Regions from separate parts of the Mus musculus genome. Here region 2 is linked to region 1. A link is a contact called in public HiCAR-type data. All regions are on one chromosome and are shown on one strand. Each heading gives the region's core, a stretch centred on a gene start, on an enhancer-like site or on the middle of the called end of the contact. The rest is flanking DNA. Distances are from core to core; before and after follow the strand shown. Region 1 overlaps Gm36723 (a long non-coding RNA gene). Region 2 has its middle 92 kb from the start of Gm29835.

Evidence for each region. HiCAR-type assays count read pairs that join an accessible place to other places.
Region 2: a contact with region 1 is called in a HiCAR-type map of Th2 cells, with 7 times the contacts expected there. The contact joins two enhancer-like sites. A contact is called at or near these places in 18 of 484 Hi-C or Micro-C datasets (B cells, CD4 T cells, CD8 T cells and 8 more) and 6 of 115 datasets of contacts at active chromatin or transcription factors (CD8 T cells, T-cell acute lymphoblastic leukemia, Th2 cells and 3 more).

Annotation. Positions count from the first base shown.
Region 1 is chr12:25,429,339-25,435,329 of GRCm38.p6, reverse strand. The region is part of intron 9 of Gm36723 (a long non-coding RNA gene); the gene reads right to left. Among named protein-coding and RNA genes, the nearest start is that of Gm36886, 42 kb to the left of the region's middle. Within about 2 kb of position 4,184, at least 46 of the 459 cell types and tissues checked have an H3K27ac peak or open chromatin away from gene starts, as enhancers often do. A contact at or near this core is called in CD8 T cells, Th1 cells, Th2 cells and 1 more, where this site is marked.
Region 2 is chr12:26,068,378-26,074,365 of GRCm38.p6, reverse strand. No RefSeq gene overlaps it. Among named protein-coding and RNA genes, the nearest start is that of Gm29835, 92 kb to the right of the region's middle. Within about 2 kb of position 3,390, at least 17 of the 459 cell types and tissues checked have an H3K27ac peak or open chromatin away from gene starts, as enhancers often do. A contact at or near this core is called in CD8 T cells, Th1 cells, Th2 cells and 1 more, where this site is marked.

The DNA.
Region 1 (5,991 bases), core at 2,935-5,434:
GTGACCAAGTCTGAGGACCTGAGTTGATCCCTGGAATCCATATAGTAAAAGGAGAGAAGCAACTTCTGTAAGATGTCCTCTGATTTCTACATATACACACTGGCACAAAAGCGAAAGTGCCCACACATTTACATTTACTCTCTCTCTCTCTCTCTCTCTCTCTCTCTCTCTCTCTCTCTCTCTCTCTCACACACACACACACACACACACACACACACACAAATACTTAAAAAAGAATGAAAGCTGGGTCTACTTCAGACTATGGCACACAGTGGATGGAGGAGCCAGGATGGGGCGCTTTCTTGCTCCTGTTTTGGAAATGATGTACCATTTTGTTTCTCCCACTGCTGCTTTTAATAATTCATTGTATTTGACCACAGTAAGAAATTAGAATTTCAGTCCAGTTACCGGTCATTAGTACACCTAAAATGCCAGCCATTCAGCCAGGCACACACCCCATCCCCAGATTTGAACATAGCAGCCTTTGTCCGAGCATCCATCATGCTGCCCCATCCTCAGGACTTTTACTATCAGTTATCTTGGGATTTCAGAGGAGGTGTGTCTCATTCTCAAAACGGAGTCTGCATGGATGTCCTCTGAAGTCTCTCAAAGATACTCAGATATTATTCTCACAGTGAGCAAACTAAACCACAGGAACACACACTCTGTCAGTTGCCACCTGTTGGCGACACCAGTACACACCTGACCTTGCTGGTAGTTCAGGATGGAGGTAGCCAAGAAGCAGTGTGGTTGGAGACAATACTATGGGGCTAAGGTGAGATGGGGGTGAGCGGGCCAAGAGTAGACAGGGGAGAGGTACCTGGATTGTTGGGTAGAAGGCTGAACATCAGGAAGAGACTTCTGAGACAAAGGGCCTTGAAACTGGCATACAGCAGGAAGGAGAAGTACAGAGTAGCCTAGAGAAGATAGCCAGCAAGTCTCAGAGGGGATGCAGTGTGTGAGGAGGACAAGAGCACAAAGACTAGGAGCTTCACACGCTACGAACTGTCCTAGGGAGGTGGTATGTTTGGGGACTGTCACTGGGGACTGTCACAGGCTGGGGATGAAGAAACAACACAGAGAATAGGAATGAGGAGGGAACGAGCCATGACAGGAACCAAACATCTCACCAAGATAATGACTGCATTGCTTGTGAGCAAAGTCTCTCAGCATATTCTTCAGTTTTACTACTGGTCCTAGAAGCAAAAGAGGCACATACAAAATGACTGCCCATTTCTTTGTTCTGCAAACAACCCAGGGAGTGTTCATAAAAAGACTTGGGAATCAGTGAGATTCCCAATATGCTCATTGAAACTTCTAGCGTCATATTTGATTTATGGCAGCAATCACACAATGCCAAGGGTCTTCTCTTGTCTTCTCTTCCAACTTAGCCCACATGGGGTAATCATTCTAACCACCAGAAATGGCTTTCAATGGCACCTTTCCTGAGTCTGTTAACATGGCTAATGTACATGTGAGTCTGTGCAAAGCAAAATCCATTGAGCAAAAGGTGCTTGATAACTTGAGGTAGAGAGAGCAAAGAATAATAACTTTTCTACTTGAAGCCTGGGAGTTAATTTCCATGTGGAACAACTTTTTAATAATGTTGGCTACACAGTGGAATTTTCCGGAGTTCGTTTAGTTTTGAGTCCTCTCGAGTTATCATCTTCCTCCTGGCTTAGATGGATCTTTCATCCGTGGTAGCCTTAATATCCCCACTAATCTTAGCAGAGAAAAGCTTCATAATTTGAAAAGAAGAAGTTTAACAAGACACGAGGCTGATTGTTTGCACAAGCAGAATATCTAATTGAGCTATAGTATTCTAAACCATGCTTGCGTGCAGGGAGATAATTTTTTCTTCATTTCCTACTTTATCAGGAAATTAACCTTCATTTAAAACACTGTAGTCTGAAACACTTTTATAGCTGTGCTCTCTCCCTGCTGTTGCTATGAATTTGAATTTTAAATTTGCCATTCCGCTCTTTAAAAATGAAATGAACTACGGCTGCTTTAGGGGCCAGGTGTTTATGATCCAACAGACATCAGAATGTGACCCGGTTCCAAAGCATTGCAACTACCAACCAAGGAGACTATGTCACCCTCTCTCTTCCTTTTGTACCAAATCTTGGTGAAATGAGGGTGCTCTGATTCTGCATAGCAGCCACAGATAATCCCACTTTACCCTGTGGACACGGAAGCATTGGTTCAATGTGACTCAGTGTGTAGAACTCAGTCTGGCCCCAGACAAGCTCTCAAATCCTGAAGGATAACATGCCCTTGGCCTCAGTACCAGTGACATTAGGTAATGCCGTTGATGAAGAACACGCCAAGGACTGACCGCTCATGACACATACACAAGAATGGCCCCAAGTTCATCTGGGGTCACCTCGTCCTGTAATAGCCTAACAAAATACCCAAACTATAATCTCACAGACTGCTGATAGCTCTCCCAGAAATACCATCTCCCAAACATTTTCAGAGCTTCTGAGCAATGGTGGAATTACAGAATGGGTGCACGCTCACATCTGGCATTACAGTGGGTTGAGCTATGCTTCCCTCAAAGTGGAAGTCTAAGTTCTAAACACTTGGTGCCTGTGAATGTGACCTTATTTGGAAATAGAATCCTCAGAGATGACACTAAGTTAAAAGGAGCCATTATTATTAAAAGGGGGGGGGGGCTTGGTCCAATAAGACTAACGACTTTATAAAAAGAGGAAAATTTGGATGTGACTCATTGGAAAAGCAATGGGTCAGCAGAGACAGAGCAGAGTGAGGCTGCCACAAGCCAAGAGGCATCATGGATGTTTGTGTAGAGCTTGCTTTTCTCATTTGCTATGACAGAGCGTGGGGGAGGGGCAGCCAAATGAAGGAAGAGTAGTTTACTTTGTCTCACAGTTCGAGGGCATGGTCCATCATGGTAAGAAAATCGTGGGAGCTAGAATATAATGTTGCTGGTCCCGTTATATCAATAGTGATGAAACAAAGATATAGATGGTGGTATCACTTCACCTTGTTCTATTTCCCCATTTCATTCAGTCCCAAACCCTGTAGTATGGGCTGATGCCACCCACATTCCAGATGGGTTTTCCTCTCTATAATCTAAACCCCTCTGGAAACTCCCTCAGACACACACACACAAAGATGTGTCTCCATGGTGATTATAAGTGTACTGAAGTTGGCAGAGAAGACTGTCAATCATAGCCAGACAACACTGGGAGCTGGAAGAGACTTGGAAGGATCCTCCCTAACCTTTCAATGTGTAACTCTGCTGCCACGCCATTTTTGAAGTCCTGTCTTTCAAAGCTATGACAGAACACATTTATGTTGCTTTCAACCACCTAGTCTACAGTCCTATCATCCTATTCTTGTCTCAAGAAAATGAAACCACCAACACATCTGTCTTTCTTGCCACTCTACTCCAATGTAGGCAGGACTCCAGACTATGAATACTCCCAAATATCTCAGATCCGGTGCTTTGACTGAAGGGCAGGGTATAAAAGAACAGAGCTACTTCCTAGAATCAGAGATTGATCAGTAACCCCATACTAAGGATAGTACTGATGATCTAAGGCAGTGTCCTCAACCTTCCTAATGCTGCAACCCTTTTAAATAAAGTTCTTCATGTTGTGGTGACCCCCCAAGCATAAAATTATTTCATTACTACTTTATAACTGTAACTTTGCTGCTGTTATAAATCACAATGTAAATATCTGACATGCAGGATGTCTGATATGTAACCCGTGTGGGGATTGTGTTCCATAGATTGAGAAGCACTGATCTAAGAGTTGCCTAGACTGCAGGGATAGACAGATCTCTCAATAGACTCTTAACCCAGCTGCTATAATTCTTGACTGAAATCTTCACTCCCTGGGTTTGTTATTACTACATCCAAATGACCTGCTCTTCCTATTTCCTTTCCTACAAAATGCTGGTATCCTTTGGCTTCAGTGTCTCAGAACAGTCCCCCAAATCTTGCCCTGAACTCACAGCCTGAGAGGAGATTCCTAGGCTGCTCTGAAGAAAGAGGCAGTGTGTCCTCGCAAGGCTCTAGGAACTAATTTCTATAGAAGCTGTTGCATCAGAATCACCTCCTGGATTCTTCCCTTGGCCCACTGTGCTACAGCTGCTGTATGGGGAGTTCAGAGACTTGCATACAAGGATGTGGCTGACCAAGAACCACAGCTCTAAAGCCTAAAGCCGCAAGTGCAAACTGCAGCTCTCCTTTAAAATAGCAGCTCTTTGCTTCCTCCTGTGTAAGCACTCTGCATGCATGAAGCGAAGAGCCCTTTGCACCTCTCTGCAGGTCCAACTCTGTTCCACTGCAGTTCTCCACAGTACAGCTTCACACCTAAGGCCAACTCTCACGCTCCCCCAACCCAGCCACCAGCACAGGTGGAGCTTCTGAACTCTCCCTCACTTTCTGCAGCCCTTGACGTGAGAAGAGAGCCTTCATCTCAGGAAGTATCCTTCTGCCACTGTTCAATGAACACTGGATGTTCTCAGTCAGGACAGGCCACACTACAACTTCTGTTTCCCACTGTCTTCGTTTCTTTTCCTATTGCTGGGGGAAAAAATGCCCCGACAAGAGCAAATTAAGAGAGGAAGGATTTATGTCAGCTCACCCTTTGAGACACAGTCTACCACAGTTTGGAAGTCAAGGCAGCAGAAGCTAAAAAGACATTATGGCCCCAGTCAGAAGAAGAACTGCATAAGTGATCCGTGTGCCCTTTTTCCACAGTCCAGGGTCCCAGCCAAGGAATGATCCACATCAGTCCCCAACCAACATATCCAGAAACCCATCTCTCAGCTGGTCTTGATTCTGTCAAGTTCACAAGTAACACTAATCATCATACCTTGTATGGCGGTTTGAAAGGAAATGGACTCTATAGACACATAGGGAATGACACTAAATTAGGAGGTGTGGCCTTGTTAGAGTTAAGTGTGACCTTATTGGAGAAAGCACTTCACTGAGGTGGGCTTTGAGATCTCAAATGCTCAAGTCAGCCCTAGTAGGATGGTCTCTTCCTGTGACCTGCCAATCCAGATGTAGAACTCTGTAATATTTTCGGCATCATGTCTGCCTATGTGTTGCCATGTTCCCACTATATTGACAACAGAAACCCTAAGACACCTAGTATCTATGGAGATATGCAGATACTCTGTATCAGGTAGTTCAAGTGTACTGATCGATATCTATTGTTCCATGGAGACAGATTGTGTAGGCCAGATCGAAGCAGCAGGCAAGTCACAGGGCATCATAAGGTGGTTTATCTATCCTACCCTTGGAGGATATTCTAGACCAGGAAGTTAACAAACTAAAATCTTATGGACAAGTCCAAGAACAGGGTGATGGAATAAAAAGGATTTGACTTTAACTGCTGAGATAGAAAAGGCACTGAGTGCTCTTCTCTGGACCCCAACCTCTGGGAATTTTTAGAAGGCGCTGTCAAGTATTCGGCTCCATAGAACACACCCACCCTCTCTCCTCTGACCCACTCCTCTAAGCGAAGTGCAGCCCACCAGACACTCTTGTGTCCTATGAGATGTCAGTGGAGGTGTCTCTATGCTCATCCAACATAGACCCAGGCCACAACCTTCTACAGGTCATTTCTACATGGTGTCCTCTTCTCTATGTACAATAAGCCACACAAAGAACCCAAAACCCAATACTGTTTGCTATCTACTCAGCCTCCAAGTTCAGTAGGAGCAGCGCTTTATGAGTGTGTTGCAAATGGTCAATGCTGATGGATACGGTGTCCTTACTATTGTTTTTTAAGGGTAAACCCTTTAAAAATGAATGAGTTTGTTTGCTGTTAGGCTATGTAGTATTCTGGGTGGGTGTAAACACTACAGCTGAAACCACAAAGCTGGCCTTCTCTTTGTAAGTGTTTATAACTGAGCCTCAGTATGGTATATATGGGGACAGCCACCACGATCCTCTGAAAAATCCTAGCAGGGACAAGCAGGGGTCCATCCACAGGCAGATCTGAA
Region 2 (5,988 bases), core at 2,141-4,640, 640 kb before region 1:
TGTATAGTGTGCCTGCTGCGGACCTCTCTCCCTGCACGCTTCAGGAGACCCCAGCAGCTTTGCAAAGCACCGTGTAAATTCAAGCAGAGAGAAATTGTGTTGTTTTCAAGGATTCAGGTGGAGCATTTCCAAGACAGAGTTTACGTTCTGGAAGCATCATTGTGGTGTTTGACAGAAGAAATGAAACAGACATTTGGTTATTAAGGTAGTATATAAAAATAAAAATACTTGTTAAGTATATATAATAGTAAATGGTCCCTTAACAATTTTAACACTTGTCACTCTCCTGAGAATTATGTTTGAAGGCTTGCTGACTGTGTGAACACCATGGCATGTGTATATGTTGAAACAGATTTTTCTTAACTTGACACAAACTAGGGTCACTAAGAAAAAAGGAAACTTTGACTGAGAAAATGTCTCCATCAGATTGGCCTGTAGGCAAGTCTGTGAGGCAGTTTCTTGATCAATAATTGATGTCGGGGGTTGGGGTGAGGTCCAACCTACTGTAGGTAGTGCTATCACAGGGCTGAATATGAACCTGAGGCGATAGCCAGTCAGCAGTGTTCTTCAATGGCCTTTGCTTCAGTTTCTGCTTCCAGCTCCCTGACTTGACCTTCCCTGACTTCCCTCACTGATGAACTAGGACCTGGGGAGCATAAGCCAAATAAACCCTTCCCTGTCCATGTTGCCTTTGGTCATGATGCTTATCAAAGCAATCTACGTTTCACTAATACAGGTCAATGAGGGAGAAAAGACAGATAGAAGTGGGAGTGGACTTTGACAAGTGATGTCATTTTACCATGGAGGGTAGTGAGGGATTAGGAAGGAGTATTTTTGTCTTAATTTCAGATAGAATGTGTCATAAGGAAATTGGAAAGCTCGTGTGGTCAATGAGCTGAGACAGGAAGTGATGAGTTTAAATACAGCAATCAGGATTCATGTCTCCAGGATAGAGTCCATCAAGCTTAATAATCACAGTGTTGGACTCGTAGATACTGGTGTCATTGAACCTATAGCTTCTTAATAGTAGGATGTGTGATCATTAGATGATAGATAGGTAGGTAGCAACATGGATAGACAGATGGGTGATAGATAAATGATAGAAAAAGATAGCTGGCAGGTAATAAATGATAAAACAACAGATAATAGGGAGGTACATAATTTATACAAGGATAATGGATAGCAACAGAGATTATATATAACAAGTAAATATTGTATATCTCATATGTAACATATATTATCTATCACTATACATATGTGATAGGTAGATAGGTAAGAGATAATAGATGATAGATAGATAGATAGATAGATAGATAGATAGATAGATAGTAAAACAATAGAAAATAGGGGGTACATGATAGAAGGATAATGATAGAGTTTATATAATATATATTAAAATAACCCATATATAATATATTATATATCATTATATATACTCATATTACATATGTATTATATATAAGTAGATAGGCAATAGGTAGTAGATTATAGGTAGATAGATAATAAAATCATGACAGACGATAGATAGGTGACATAATAGAGGTAAATGACAGACACTACCTATATAGAGCTAGACATGTATGCACAGAGACAGATGTACCTAACTATATTACCTTGCACTTCATTGAAGGTGCAGGGCACTGGTGCAGAGTTCATTCACAACAGCTTCTGTGTCTGCCCAAAGCCTTCTTGGGCTCAGAGCCTTGTCCCCTCTCCCATCTACCCACAGGACTGGCATGTACACGCTGACCACCTTCACATTCATGCTTGTTTCTCTTTGCCCATTTTTCCTCATTCGTATGATGCAGAAAGCAGCACATGTCTGAAAGTAACGCTGCAAGGTTAACAGGATAAGATACGTAAAACACTCCCTGTGTGCCTGGATAAAATGTGCTGGGGAGTTCTGGCTTCACGCCTGGGTTTCAGTGTGGCTTAGAAGCTCAAGTGTCTCCCTTAAGTAAGGGAACATCGCAGATACATAAAGGCAGCAAGACAAGATCAGGGATTGCCTTACCTGTAGTGAACTGCTCATCACTTCCACCTGCAAGTCCAGGAAGGCTGCAATGTGTGTGGCAGTGTTTGAGGGCTGGGGTCGCATGCTTTGTTTCCGTCTTACATATTCTGAGCCTAACCACTCAGAGTATGTCTAAAACCAGTCTTGAAATTTCAAGCCAGAGGGTTTTTTTTAAAATAGGATAATTATTTTATATGTAAAATTTTAATGATGAATTAAACAAGCAAGCTGACTATTCAAGTTCTTCTAACTGCATCACAATTGACCCAAACCCCTAGTTAAAGGCAAATCTGTGAGAGTAGACTTCCCCCATGGAAGAAGACGAATACTCTGTTTTACAGGCACAGCTTCTGACTGGAACTTGAGGACCAGGACCTTGACTGCTTTGAGCATGTGAGCTCCGGTCTGTTTGTGTCAGGAGCTCTTGTCTGTCTGTAGACACAGTTTCTCCACCTGCTGGGAGTGAGGGGAGGTCAGAAAACTTAGTGTTTCTTCCAAAATGCCTGATGTCCAGCCCAGAAGCTTAGATTCCGAGGCGAGTCAATACTTCCCTGGGGAACAGTCCCTTGGTGTTAGCCAGACTGGGCACTAGATGGCACTGTGTTGCAACAAAATTCAGGTGATTAGTGAATTTTATGTGGCTGTAAATAAGGAACTCAGCTGCAGGGGTAGGTGAGTCCCCTCTAGAAAGTTGCTCTGAGGGGTCTCATAGTTGCTCTTTCAGGACAAGGTCTTTAGGCTTGTTGATCACCCAGAGAGTTTTATTTCAATTACACTTAAGAGAGATGTTCTATGTATGGATGGTTATACTCAAATACCCATTTTGGTATGGCTTTGCTCTGTGGAGTGGAGAATAGTGAAGACCAAAGACCCAAAGGGGTACACCCTGGGCTCCTCTCCTGAGCTCCTAGTCCTCTCATCCCACCAATGAGACTCTCAGCCTACAATTCCCAAGGGCAGCATCAATCCGTCAATCATGATGTCTTGGTATCTTCTCACAGCTCCTCTGTATTCCTAATTCCCACCCAGGAAAGGAAGGGGCTACTATGTACATATATATGGCTTTTTTTACACCCCCATTTATATCCAACAAATCATTGTGCCCTGATTGTCATTCCCCATTTCTCTGAATACAAAACCTTGTTGAAGCTATTCTCTCTGCCTGCCCTCAGAAGTGATTATGAATTTCCAAATTCATATTCTATGGTTGTTACTCTGCTAACTGATCACTTGAGTTGAGAATTTCCTCTCTATGTATAAAGAAACAGAACAGTAAAACATCAGCAACAACTATGACATCCTGAGTCACGAATGTCCCCGTTGGCTGGGGATCTAGAGGCTGCTTCTCAGCACCCGGGAAGAGAAGCATCTATCTCTGCTGCCTATCTAGTTTGTCTCTGACACATTATCTTACTTGGTAACCCCAAGACTTTATGGGTAGCATCACCCCTGCCAGGGTATTTTTACTCACTACTGTTTTTCTAGCTGGCTGATTGGTTGTGCAAAAACCAGCTCTGACTTTCTCTACACCCATTGTTTGTTGTAGCGCCCGGTGAAGTTCTGCACACTCTACTTGGTTTCTCTCCCCCTGCCCTCAGGTTCTTTTTATCTACTGGAGTCATTTGTAAATCATACAAAAGAGTTATATCTCTTCCTCTTTATTGCCTTCATGATGTTTCGTCGGCAATAGGAAAACAATCATGTAATTGGCAATTTCTATAACATAGAAACCTTCCCTATCTCCAGTTTATTAACAACGTGGTGCATTGGAAAGTCCTCATAGATGGGCAGGTGCCGTATTCCAGAATGGGGTGCAAGTTCTTGATCCTCAGTTTCAGATGGAGGTCTTGCTATGGCCACAAAAATCATGTTTAGGCTCTGAGGGATGACATAAGAAGCCACCAGGCAAGTGACTGAGTGAAGCTAAAGAACCTCAGATCCAAATCCCTCTCTATGCTTGGCTTTGTGACTCTTGGGAGGGTTGGAGACAGGAAACTCCTCTCTCATTCTCTGAGGTTCCCTGGTCAATTCTGTCCACTTTGTACTGGGAGTCTTGGGGAGACAAAAAGATGGATTTGTCCACTATTGTGGGCAGATGACACTATTGTCCACTGAATGACTGGCTCAGAAACAGTATTTCAGCACTGAGGGTCTCCTTGTTTCTATAGCCAAATACATCATTCTTTTTTCTTAGAAGTTGTAACTCTACCACCACCACACACCTCTGTCACATGGCACTCTTCTTCTGTCTTAGATACCACTCAGGTCCCCATCCCAGGTCCTGGGTAATAGCACTCAAAGAGCTGTATGTTCCTCACCCCATCTTTGTTCAGAGTCCCCCATACCTAGGGCTGAGCATCCATCCCTGCTGCTGTAGGATGCTAACTCCTTTCTGCCTTCAAGCTCCGTTCTCCAATACGAACTTATCCATTCTGTTTGGATTTCATTGATAAAATGAGGAACATTCCCAAGAGAAATGCAGGTGTGGCTCCTCTCCAGTGTTCAGACGTTGTAAAGACCTCAAGAACATTTCAAGAGAGGGGAGGCCTGCTTTGCAGGCCCGCTATGATGGACATGTGGTCTTTGGCTCCTCTGGGATAGGTAACAGCTCTCTGCATCTCTCTTCTCTTGAACTCCAACATTTCAGGATGAGATTTAAGTAAAGCCTGGAAGTGGCAGGTAGCAACTCCAGAGAAGGGTGGAGACAGGCTAACCAGAACCCTCTGGAGACTGCTGAGGGTAGACAGGACCTCCGTGAGTTCCACTTAGGTCATGTTGTGGACCGTGATGACTTTGTGAACAGGGACTAGTATATAGTTATGCATTTTTTTATAAGAAGAAGCCTGATAACACACGCGCGCGCGCACACACACACACACACACAGAGAGAGAGAGAGAGAGAGAGAGAGAGACAGAGAGAGACAGAGAGACAGAGACAGAGACAGAGAGGGAGAAACAAAACCCTCAAATGCAAAGAGGCCTGCTTTAGTGTGTGTGTGTGTGTGTGTGTGTGTGTGTGTGTAGGAACAGAAGCAAGACTAAGCCACCAAGCAGGCTGCAAAGTGCAGACAAGCCAATCAAAAGTGTGACAATAAGAGAACCTGCCTTTGATGGGGACACATCTCGGGTTCCTCTACTGCCCAAGAGAGATATCCTGCTTGGCCCAAAGCCTGCTCAGGTACTCTTAGGATTCAGAAACTTGGAGTAGAGTGTGTAAGCATAGCTGCATGGGTCTTCATCAGCCTGCTGTGCTGGACCTGGGAATTCTAGCAGGTTTGACAGCTTTACCCTTTCCTAGTGGATTACATAAAGAAGTTTTTGCCACAGTCAATACGGAGTTTTAAAATGTTAAGGACTGTAAATGGAAGCAAAACCAATCGATGCTCTGTGCTGGTCCTGTGATAAGCAAGGGATCTGGACCCCAAGCTTGTTTTGAAGACTGCCCAGAGAGCAAGGGAAGCCAAGGAGAGAAGGAAGTGGTACCCAGAGACAGGAAGGGAGGCTGCACTATAGGTTCACGCCCCGAGTGATGCTTTGGGTCCCAGCTTTACAGTGCAATGTAAAGGGTATGAAGCCAGAGCAGGTGTTCTACAGAGGAACCACCCTGTCGGTAGGAGGGGAGCAGCCAAGAGGGATCCAGGAAATGCCATCTGTCCTTCAGAAGCCCTGTCACCACTGGGGCTGGGGCGATCTGAGTAGCTTCCAGCCCCGGCTGGCTCTTGCCATCCTGAGCCTCTGGCGGCTCTGCCCTCTCCGGAACTGTCTTACTCTTCTGACTCTGAAGGCCTTATTGATTGCTCAAAGTGAACTCTCAGCCCACGGCTTCCTCCACCCCTGGGCAGCTTGCATTTCCTCTGACGTGGTCTGTGTCTTCTCCCTTCCCCCAGCACCCTGAGCTTTTTACATTTCAAATATTTGACAGCTGGGTGAACTTCTGCTTCCGCCCAAAGAAGGACTCTTTGCAGTTCACAATG